Regions from separate parts of the Danio rerio genome. Here region 2 is linked to region 1. Evidence: chromatin contacts called from public HiChIP or PLAC-seq data. All regions are on one chromosome and are shown on one strand. The core of a region is the stretch at or near the end of the contact, and the rest is flanking DNA. Distances in the headings are between cores, read along the strand shown.

Region 1 (5,667 bases), core at 895-3,394:
ATTTTGAAATCATGGGGGAGCAGGAAGGAGGATTGTATTCTTTCAAGAATAAGGATAGGACATACAGGGCTGAACGCTACATTACACATGATAGGAAAACATCCAACAGGGTTGTGTGATGGATGCGGAGAAAGAGAGACAGTAGAACATGTAATCATTAGTTGCAATAAATACACAGAGGAAAGAAATATGTTAATTAATGACCTACAGATAAATGATGAACAAATAACACTGAAAGAGTTTTTATATCAGGAAGGAAAGAAATGGTTGATTCAATTCTTAAAAAGAACTCAGTTAATACATAGGATATAGAATGTCTAAATATATTTATTTAATTAACTTAATTATTATTTTATTTATAACAATATTAAGCTTTCTCCTCTCATCTACTATGTTTTCTATGTCTCGGCTGTGAAGGACCTGAGCTGTAGATGGAGGAGCTGAACACGCAGCAACATCGAAGGCTCGGGTTTTGAAGAGTCAAGAGGTAAAAAAAAAAAAAAAAAAATATATATATATATATATATATATATATATATAAATAAATAAAAATAAGTGAGTCTCTGATCCATAACCCACAGTAGGTGGCGGTAATGCTCTGATAAGAATGCGAACCGCCAATAAACACCAGGAAGAAGAAGAAGAAGTTCAGTGCAAAGTCTTGTTTTGCCCTGGCTAACACTACTGAGCGTTCCCTGATCCTTGCCTGCTTTCCCCGTTGACAATTTTAGACTGTATCTCGACTCTGTCTTGCCTGCTACCTTCCCTGAACTCTAGCCTGCATCCTGACTTTGATCCTCGCCGCCTGCCTTTGACCCATGCCTGAATACTCACCTTGTGTTAGCCAGCCGCCAGCCCTTCGACTAACTACAACTGTGTTTTATGTGAGTTTGCACACGCTTAACATCTGTGTGCTGTTTGTATTAAACTCTGTTTAACAAATATACCGCAAATGGGTCCCTCTGTGTCAGACCCTCCGTTACACATTCAATAGGTAAATATCAAACTGGCCAGCGCATTCAATTTTCCTCAGTCAGAATTTGGCCTTTTGAATAAAAAAGTATTAAAATATAAATAATAATATTTAGTTACTTGTAAAATTTTCTGTATTTAAAAACAATACAGTAGCGGAAGATGACTTAGCTTGCGTTTCACAGATAAATGTTGGACTCATGAAAAGTAATTGTTAGAGTTGGCCAAACCTGATTAGCTTAAGTTACACTGAAGTGACAGCCAGCAGTCTTAAAGCCTTTTTCAATAGGTTATTTTCACTATTTATGTTGGCATAGTAGTAAAAGTAAGACAAATAAGCTCATGTATGAGACAGATTCTGAACCATTGTCAGTGTGGGGTGGGTCTTCCAAACCACCCGATTTAGCCAATTTAGCATAAAGTACATTTCGATCTACAGAAACCTTTATTGCTAACTTTTTGTGCAACTGACATGTTCAATAGATGTTAAAGGTTCTTTATGGAAACTGCTTTCATTTAAGAACCTTTCATTTTATGAACTCAATCATCTATAATTGAGTTGAACCAGCAGTTTCTAGTGATTTTAATGACTTTGGTTACCTGGTTCAGGTGTGTTTTATTAGCGTTGGCGAGGAAATTAGCAAAACAGTGGAGTTCCAGGAACAGACTTGAAAAACCAAAATAATAAATGTAACATCTCATATCTTCCACCGCCACAAGATGGCGCTAATGTAAAACTGCTGAAAAGGAGACTTTTGGTTAAACTAGATGATGCATTTGGATACTTTACCGATGCCAAACAGTTTGTTTAAACTCAACAAGTGAATGCAGCTTTCCTTCTGTAAATAACTTCCTAAGACCAGTCAAGCTGATTAAAACAACAGCATCATAATCTTAAAGCACATACATGACCGTGTGGAGACTATTCTATCTGCACACAATAAAAGCATGCATAGCCTTCAAAGAACTTCCTAAAGAGAACTTTCTGAAGACCTCAAACATATGTTGGTATATGTTTTGAATAAATGGGTAAAATATACAAAATAAAAGCAAATAAGGTGGTCCTGTCTATCTTTTATTTGTGTGTGAGTGTGTGTGTGTGTGTGACTGTGATGGTTAATTCGTTCGTGGCACAGCACACCCCATTTGAGATCTCTGTGAAACAGCGTGACGTCAAACACCAGTCAAGCAACTAAAACGCTCCGCATCCAGCGTGCCTTTCACCCGGGATCTGACAGCAAAGCTCAATGCAAATGTGCTTATAAGGTAAGAATGATCAAATTCTGAATATATCTATTTCGATGTATAATTCAGCCCATAATTTTAGACTTATATTTAAAATAAAAACTGAGTTGGTAGTTTATAATTTTCAGAGTGCTCAAGTGCACGCATTTATATTTTAATGCTTTGTTTATACTTAAATATTTGTCGTTTTCCTTACAATGGCCATCTCCTCGGGCGCCTCTCTTTGCAGGATCATTAAACACATTTTGCCTTATTAGATGTCACTGTGGTCTTTGACACTCGTTTTCTTGCTCTGTTGCAGGTTATTTCTCCCTCGCTCTCTGGCAGTTGGATTTTTATATTTAAAATGGGACTATTTGATGCTCTTAGAGATTTTAGTTTATTAACATGGCTAAGAGAAGAAAGACAGTCTCGGAGGCTGATTCTGTTGATCGTTTTCATTGCTTTGCTCTTGGACAACATGCTGTTGACGGTGGTCGGTGAGTGCTGTGTTGTTCACACACCTGTTACATGTGCGAGCACACACCAAACATGCATGCAAAGTGCTAAAAAACATAAGGCATTATATATATCACCTCATATATTGTCAGTGAATATTGAATAGTCCTGCTGAAAATAAAACAACAGAGCATCACATAATATCTTGGTTATCTTGGTTATCTATGGTTTCCAATACAAATATCACAAACTAGATAAATGTAACCATTAAAACCAGTACATAGATGGTTTCCATTTTTCTCAAAAAGTCGAATAAGCACGGACCTTAAAATTAAATTGCTATATTTTATTTATGCATTATTTATGCATGCATTTCTAGGCTACACATACTAAAAAAAGCAGAAGAAAAATATTTCTAATTCTCGACGGCGTATAATAATGTGACTAGAATATGCGTGATTTAACCAAGATTGTAGATTATTCCTGGTTGAACACCCTTATTGATCCAGTAACAATGTGTATGTTAATTAGGCTGATGAATACACGTTAAAACCGTAAACATTGATGTTTGATTAAAAATATTTCCCCAACTTAAAAATGCATTAAAAAGTGAAATAACAGGCTAACATTTTAATACGCGACAGACAATTCACGAAATGCATTTGTCGATGCTACGCGATTGTAAACTCCAAACTGTCCCTGAATTAAGGTATCATGTCCTCGAGCGCTGCCCGATCTCCATCCGCGCGCGCGCTCTCTCATTGAATGTGACACTGACGCGCGCTAAACTGTCTCTATTTGTTCTCACGTCCGCGAGCCAAGAAACGGGGACGGCAATTAAGCTAGAAATACACACGATGAATACGTTGTGTGTGTGTAAATACAGATGGACCCAAGTGAAAAATGAACCTGTCGTTCTTTGGCACAAGTGTTGAGTGAAGAGGCTTTCGAGCGTTATCGCACACGGTGTCCCTGTGGGTTATTTACGCTTGATAATGTCAAACGCATCTAAGCAGACCCAATTGTTCACGTGAAAGGTCAAATGTGGTCTCATACAGCTTGATAAATCGTCGCACTGCACTTTTTCGAGCAAATAAGTGTTAAACAGCGTTTCTAGCTGTCTAAATCTGATCTGTGGTTTTCTGAACAGGTTATGAACAAGTCGAATGAATACAATAATGATTAAAACAAACACAGAAGAGGCTCTAATGGTTTAAAAATGCTATTAAATACATTAAAAACCACCAGACTTCAATCAATAAAACATGTTAATGGTATCTTGTGCGCTTAAGACACATTCCTTAAAATTAATTAGCTTTAACATGTCGCCAATAAGATAAAACTAGGGACTCATTATTTTTCCATTAAAACCAATGTAACTTCCATTTGAACCATTGAAAGAAATACAAATTCTTGAATGGTTTCTAATGTTTTTTTCAGCACGGTGGTTATGTTGTTTCCTCTATTTCATCTCTCTAGTGCCTATTATCCCAAGTTACCTGTACACAGTGGACGACGAGGCTGCTCAGATGGTTAAGAATCACTCCATGACCCCTCTTTCTCCATCGAGCACCTTTCAGAGCATTGTGTCTTTGTATGACAACACCACACGTGTGACAGGCTTCAGCCCGCAGATGAGCACAGCTGGTCCAATGAGCCTGGCTCCTACTTTTGTGAGCCCTCAAAACCAGTCCGACTGTCCCAAAGCAGATGACCAGCTTCTGAACGAGAATGTGAAAGTGGGTCTGTTGTTTGCCTCTAAAGCAACAGTACAGCTAATCACTAACCCCTTCATAGGACCACTAACCAACAGGTACAGCCGCTAGTTTAACTTAAAAAAAAAACACAGCAGTGTTTCTCTTAAAAGCAGGATGGGATTGCATGACATTTGTGTGTGTGTTGAGTGTAAATGGAGTGTAAGTAAGTTGAATATTGCTGTGCTATTCTGCTACAGCTCTATCTATTCAATGATCAGCAGTAGTGTGATCACTCGTGCATGTGCCGTCATATCTTCACATGCTCAGATTTGGCCAATCCAGCTAAATTTGGCACCACAGCACTGAATGGATCCCACTAGAGCAAACCGGTGGCTTCATGTCAGAGTTATTCAACCATAATATATTACAAAATCAGTGTACACGAATGATACACCAATGTTTTTTTTTCACAGAATTTGACAAAGAAGCAAAAAAAATACACAAAAACACATTATATTTTATAATTCTTGTAGTAAAACAGCATCTTTTCTTATAGGAGATGCCTGACTATTGGGAAAATGAATATTTAATGAATATTTTGTCAGTAAATTTTACATCCGCAGCTACAAAAAACAGCAACACACTGAATTGAACATAAATTTTAAAAACTTCAATATTTTAAAATACTTAAATTTTCTACTCTGAAAACTGGACTGACAGTTTCAATTAACTATAACTTTTATGTTAAGCTGCTTTGACACACAGTCCAGATTGTGAAAGCGCTATAGAAATAAACATGAATTGAATTGATTTAAAATAGTTTTTCATATAAATATTCCAAAAAAACTTTTCATCCAGTCTTTACAACTTAATCACAACATATTTCTTTTCAGTGAAACACTGCAACATGTAACAAAACATTTCACTTCAAAATGTTTGTGAAAAAAAAAATGCTGATGCACTTAAAAGTTTTGCGTTTTATTCGATACATCCCTGAAGCATTTCTTATCTGTAATTGCAGAATAGGATACCAGATCCCAATGTTTGCTGGTTTCTGCATCATGTTTGTTTCTACGATCAGTGAGTACATAAAACATATATATTTTTAATGCTGCTTTTAACATTAATCTAATTTCTAAGAGAAAGCAGTTGAGAAGATCTTGCAGATGTGCAATGCATGATTTTAAAGTATGATAACAGCAGCTAAACTCTCTGGTGTGTCATATTCATACGATAAATGGATCTACTTTTCCTCTTTCTTCTGTCTGGGTTTTATTCTGTGTGAAGTGTTTGCCTTTTCATCAAGCTACACGCT
Region 2 (5,667 bases), core at 1,480-3,979, 180 kb after region 1:
GGTTGCTGCCCGGCACCCATCAAACTCCTTAATAGGAAAAAAGATTCCTGTTAAAGTAAATGGGGACCAGCAACCAGCATTTTTCAAAATATCTTCTTTGGTGTAGAAGGAAGAAAATCAAATAGGTTTTGAACAAGGGAAGGGTGAGTAAATGATTTCTATTTTATTTCAAGTAACTACACTGTAAAAAATAAACATGATCAATTTGTCATAATAGTGTTTTTTTTTAGTTCATTATAACTTATTAAACTAAGTTATTCAAGTTCCAACTTAATTGTGTAAGTTGCACAAGCTGTTTTAAGTCAGTTCAACAAAACAAGTTTAATGAACTCATAAGGTTAATTTCATTTAGCTTAAAAATTTAAGACGACCAGGATTTTTACAGTCTAGTTTTATTGTTTGTCTATAGTGACCAATTTGCTAAACAACAATTTAAAAAAAATGTAATCAATAAATAAGGTAATATTAACAGTTTATTAGACAGTACATAAACACCACAAGTATGACAACTGTCAAACAGGGGAGGAGCAGGTGATGTCATTATAATGCATGTAAATGGACTAGTAGGACCGGTGGGAACGGGCTCAATCCAGCCCAATCCAAACAGAGCAGCCCATTTCATTCACATGTATGTGCCACAGTGCACGTGTAGCCCTCCTAAGCTCACTTCGGCAGGACGACCTCTTTCACTCGCCCCCTGACCCTGTTAACTTTCAGACCCTCTGTAATGAGCTGATTAATGGCACACTTTAATATAGGAAGCATACAAGGTTTTCACATCAGCCACAGTTATACTTTTGATGCTTTGTACATATGCATGATCAGGAACCCACAATAAACAAAACCAGACTTCCAGAGAAGTTTCAATGCTTTATTGTATTTCTCAAAATAATTCAAAACAGCTGAGACAACAAAGAAATGAAGCATGGTGAGTTTTCTTTTACACAAAGTGAAGTCATAGCCTGAGAAACACAAGAGATTTCTTATCATTTCTAAAATAAGAGCACATTCACCATGTGTGAACGTTAAAAGAGTTAGTGTTTAATTTTGGAGTTTTAAAGAAATAGTTCACCCTAAAATTTAAAAACAATTCTCTCATAATTACCCTCAACACAAAAGAAGACATTTTGAAGAATGTCGAAAACCCAGCAGCCGTTGACCACCAAAGTATTCCAACATTTTTTAAACGAGGAATTTCTTCTTCAATTTTCAGGTGAACTGTCACTTTAATTCAAACTAAATACAAGACACACAACTGAACACAACATATTACTCTGTGTTATCCAAACACACCCATTCTCTATCTATTAATTACTTCAGGAAACCTGCTGTAAAGAAAGAAACTGGAACAGGGGTTACAAAGTAGTTGACTCTGATTCCTGGAAAACATGAGTAACTATATCATAGAAACTTCTAGACACTGAGACACGATTCACAAACAAACATTCATTCAAGCCACATCATACTGATCTCTTCTTCCAAAGTTTACATCGGCATGTGACCTGCATATAATAAAACACAACAAAAGGTAATGAATATAGATCTGATTCACACAACAGCTGATTATCAAATCACACCTGGAGCAATTTAAATGCACAAAACAGCAATGCTGAATTAAACACCAGCTAACACTGGAATAAATGCTGGCCTCTACTAAAAGGGAGATCAGTTGTTGGGCATATCATTTACAAAATTACTATTCCTAAAGTGCAGTAACACTGCTTGTTTAGTTAGCCATTTCAGAAGGTGTGTAATACTGACCACATGCTGGACTAAACGGAAAGACTTCGACACTGTGACCTTGTGGAACGAAGTTTTATTTAAGCCTAAATGACAGCTCGACTAGAGGACAATGTATTCTTGTTCTCATTCTTTGTTCAGTTCAGGCACTACATTAGTTTGCGCACACAAAATCCAGTATTTTTCCATCAACTGACGTTTAAGTGGCGTTGCGTCACGTGACTAGCGAAGAGGGGGTGAACATGCGAGCGTTTGACGTCTGTATGAAACAGCACGCCGATTGTTTATAATGATGTTTTTGAGCGATTCGATGCGTTTATCATCCATCACAACCATACCGGAGTCAATTTCGCGGTAGTTAAGTTTATGGAGACCATCACAAGCCAATTGTATCAAGCTCTGACCCATGCCATGCGTCTCATACCCTGACTCTGAACAACCACTCCCCTTCGTGGCTCGTGGAAAATTACCAGCTTACAATCAGCACAAGTACAAGCTCCAACATCCGCCTCACGGACTCGATGCCCTCGATCTCCTTCAGTCCACCCTGAAATTCATTTTCCCGAGCATGTATGCAATTATCAGACGCGCACTGCTGGGGAATATCAAATTAAAGCTCGCGGCGGATATAAACGCGAATGTTTATCGACGGAGTCGTGCAAAACACGTTACTATTAACGCTAAAACTAGCTTTTCCTTACAATAGTAACAAAACACACGAGAGCAATAATATCAGGAATTACAGGTCCATTCTGCACGCAGTTTGCCTTCTTTTTCTCCAAACGGGCGGAGCGGTCGCGTGGGCGCTAGAAAGAGTATAGATTGATTGACGTGCTCGCCGTCCAATGGTGTGTGAGCGAGGACGTGCTTAGCAACGCAACGGCCATTAGCAGGCCGCCATGGGCGTGACGTTAATCCAAACTTTTCGCGGCGCCATCGGCTGAAAACTAAACCGAGATGGAATCTCCCAGTCTGAACCGGTTTCAACCGGTTACGAGTTTGTTGCTTGTGAGAAGAAGAGGCGCACAGGCTCAGACTCTAATACCGCCCTGGTGCAAAATATACTTAAGTATAGAGCACATTTCTGAAATAAGGTTAACTTTGTTTCGTAAAATGAACCGGAGTAAGAAAATACTGAACTCGCCGTGATTGATGGTGCGGAATTCACATCCTAGTGGTCCTTAAATCAAGCTACTAGCTCGTGTAGTCTTCACAGAGGAATAGTGTGGCTGACCAGCCAACGGCTCATCCTAAAGCTTTTTTTCCAGAAAGCGTGTACAAACAGGCACCAGCGATACTGGATCAAATAAACATTATTTTAGCAACTCTGGCAGACAAGCCCACCTTCTTTCTCTCAAAGGCTTGGACTTTAGGTAGGTAAATTTGGGGTGCAAACTTCTAGTTAGAGTGCTTGGGTTGGTTTGGAGAATGATGATGCTGTGAGATTGTGTTGAAATGAATAGAAATTGCACGTATGGAGGTTGAAGTCGAAAGAAAGTGAGCTGGTTGTGCTGCTGAGTGTTTGTTGGATGTTGCGGGTGTGTGGCGTGATGGCTCCTGGTGTCACGCTGGACTAAATGGTAACGTTATATTTGGGGTTTGTTCGTTTGAAAAATAGTTTTAATCTCACGTAACATCATAACAATAACAACTGCATCGCTTCCGATCACGAGCTAACGTTAGACTTCAGCAGCACGCTTGTTTGGGTTTAGCGAGCGTCATTCAACTGTAAACCGCATTCCGGACTGTTCCAGAGCCAAAGCATTAGTTATTTAAACGCGTATAACGCACCCACAGTGTGTTACTTACCTGGTTTACTGCTGGTGAAGCCTGCAGAGCTTTCAGGTGTAGGGTGCAGAGCATGCTGTTGGTGGGAGGGGTTGCTCCAGAGTCAGCGAGGGAGATCCTTGCAAAGTCACCCCCGTAGAAGTCATCCAAAAACGGGTGTAGTCCGTCAGAAACGTCAGTGTTTTCTCACGGAAGAGGTGTTTGCTTGGACGTTTTAACGTCAGTCGCGCGCTAAAGCGTCCATTCAAGCGCTTTTGTACGATTGTATGCATACGCAGTTGCTGTCATGTACAGCGACGCATTATTAGGGGTTCTAGTCTATATCAACACAACTAGAACATCATAAGCGGCATTATCTTAGTCCAACCCAGTTGTGTTTTGAAAACGTGTGCATGCTTAGTAGCTCTATGTTGGGTTACAGATCCTATTGTGGTCACAGCTTACTGAATGAAATAAGGTGATGTGTGGAAAAGGAGGGTAAATCAACAGGTTGCGCAGTACTGACGATTAGTTATGGCACACCACATCACTTTGTTTATGCCTGCGAGACCCGTGGTCTCATAAAGCTTGACTGTCGTGTCTAAATAAATTCTTGAAATTTCCTCCGATGCCAAACTTCTTTTGGTTCTTGGCCGTAATGCTTACCTCGTTACGCAACAGTTTGGCTTCGGGGTACAAATTGAATTAGCTTGAGCAATGGCCATTCAAGTGTCCTTCAGTCTACTACGAGTCAGCATTAGGTCTTGTGGTTGTGGTCTTATGAAAGTAGAAAGAAAGTGTGTACTAACGCAGAGCGCTCGGTAACGCTACGCCTCTGTTATATGTAAACAATGTCGTCAGCGAAAGGGCTGCCTAGCACGTGGTCTCATTCAGAGAATAATGGCTGGTGTGATGATCATGAGCCCAGTGAGTGTCTCTTGTTTCTCCACACATCAGGATATCCAAGCTGCAAACATGTTACCTTTATCACGCCACCAACCTATCCTATTGTTATTAAGGATTAAACCCTCCATTAGGCACTACTGTGTTGACAGGCTAGAACATATAAGGCTTTTTGGGTGATCCCGAGTTTGGTTGAGGGAGGGGCGTAATGGTCAGCTGTTTGGATTTTTGTACCCATATGTTCATTTGACATGACTTTGCCCCTGCTAGATGTTTCCTCCCTGTCCCCTACAGAGCTCTATGCCAGCAATTATGACAATGTTAGCCGACCACGCAGCCAGACAGCTGCTGGACTTTAACCAGAAATTGGATATCAACCTGCTGGATAATGTGGTCAACTGCCTGTACCATGGAGTTGGGCCACAGGTAAGTAAGATCATTTTACAAATTGGTAAATACAGCACCAGATGTATGTGTTGAAGATATAACATAACATTAGCTGATAATTATCCAGTGCACATCAAATAATAAAATAGTCAATACAAATAACAATAAATGGATTGAAAGGGAAAGTATTATTCTAAGAGTCCTGAAATAAGCATTAATTTGGTGATCATTTGACAAAAGACTGGATAAATATAACCCTGTCTGCACTTTACCAGCAGTGTATTTTAAAATAAAACATCATGTAACTCGTTAATGGAACCAAGCTACTTTGAGGTAATTTACAATATTACTAGCGAAGATGATTATGAAAACTTGATGAAAACAAAGGTACAAAACTGTGTACTTGATAAGTTTAACAAGAAAATAACTACAATTATATGATCCAAATGCATTTAAAAATATATAAAGCAATTCATTTAAATTTTGTGTTGATGTTGAATGATGTATTTCGATTGATATATTGATTGATAGATTCCTAGACACCTATTCAATGTAGTTGGGTGAGATCATCTAGGTCAGGAACGCCCTAACCTTTTCTAATGAAGGGCCAAACATAACTATGGGCCAACTTAATTATGGATTTTGGACCTAAGATTAATAAAATGTATTACAAAATGGCAGTGGATAATTTCCTGATTTATTTAAAAAAATAAATATTTATTAATATATCTTGAATTTAATCATATGAACTTATGCATGATTTTTCAAAACATTTTAAGATAAACAAATTACAATGAAAGCATAATTCCATTTATAACACAAAGGAGCTCAATCGAAAAGTAATCGAAATCGACATTTAGAACCTGTAAT

What was found. HiChIP or PLAC-seq counts read pairs in DNA pulled down with a chosen protein or histone mark.
Region 2: a contact with region 1 is called in an H3K4me3 HiChIP or PLAC-seq map of gastrula embryo, with 2.5 times the contacts expected there. The contact joins the promoter of xpo1b here to the promoter of slc18a2 in region 1. A contact is called at or near these places in 2 of 4 datasets of contacts at active chromatin or transcription factors (embryo and gastrula embryo).

Annotation. Positions count from the first base shown.
Region 1 is chr17:25,133,981-25,139,647 of GRCz12tu, forward strand. It overlaps slc18a2 (solute carrier family 18 member 2), which reads left to right and starts at 2,145. Exons shown (of 16, transcript NM_001256225.2): 1 at 2,145-2,238; 2 at 2,519-2,696; 3 at 4,135-4,468; 4 at 5,374-5,432; 5 at 5,640-5,667. The coding sequence starts at 2,564. LOC137488938 reads left to right here. Exons shown (of 4, transcript XM_073928518.1): 3 at 418-487; 4 at 582-650. The coding sequence ends at 444.
Region 2 is chr17:25,313,768-25,319,434 of GRCz12tu, forward strand. It overlaps xpo1b (exportin 1 (CRM1 homolog, yeast) b), which reads left to right and starts at 2,730. Exons shown (of 25, transcript XM_073928519.1): 1 at 2,730-4,434; 2 at 4,705-4,836. The coding sequence starts at 4,408. LOC141378566 (a long non-coding RNA gene) reads right to left here and starts at 3,633. Exons shown (of 2, transcript XR_012393388.1): 1 at 3,550-3,633; 2 at 858-1,502.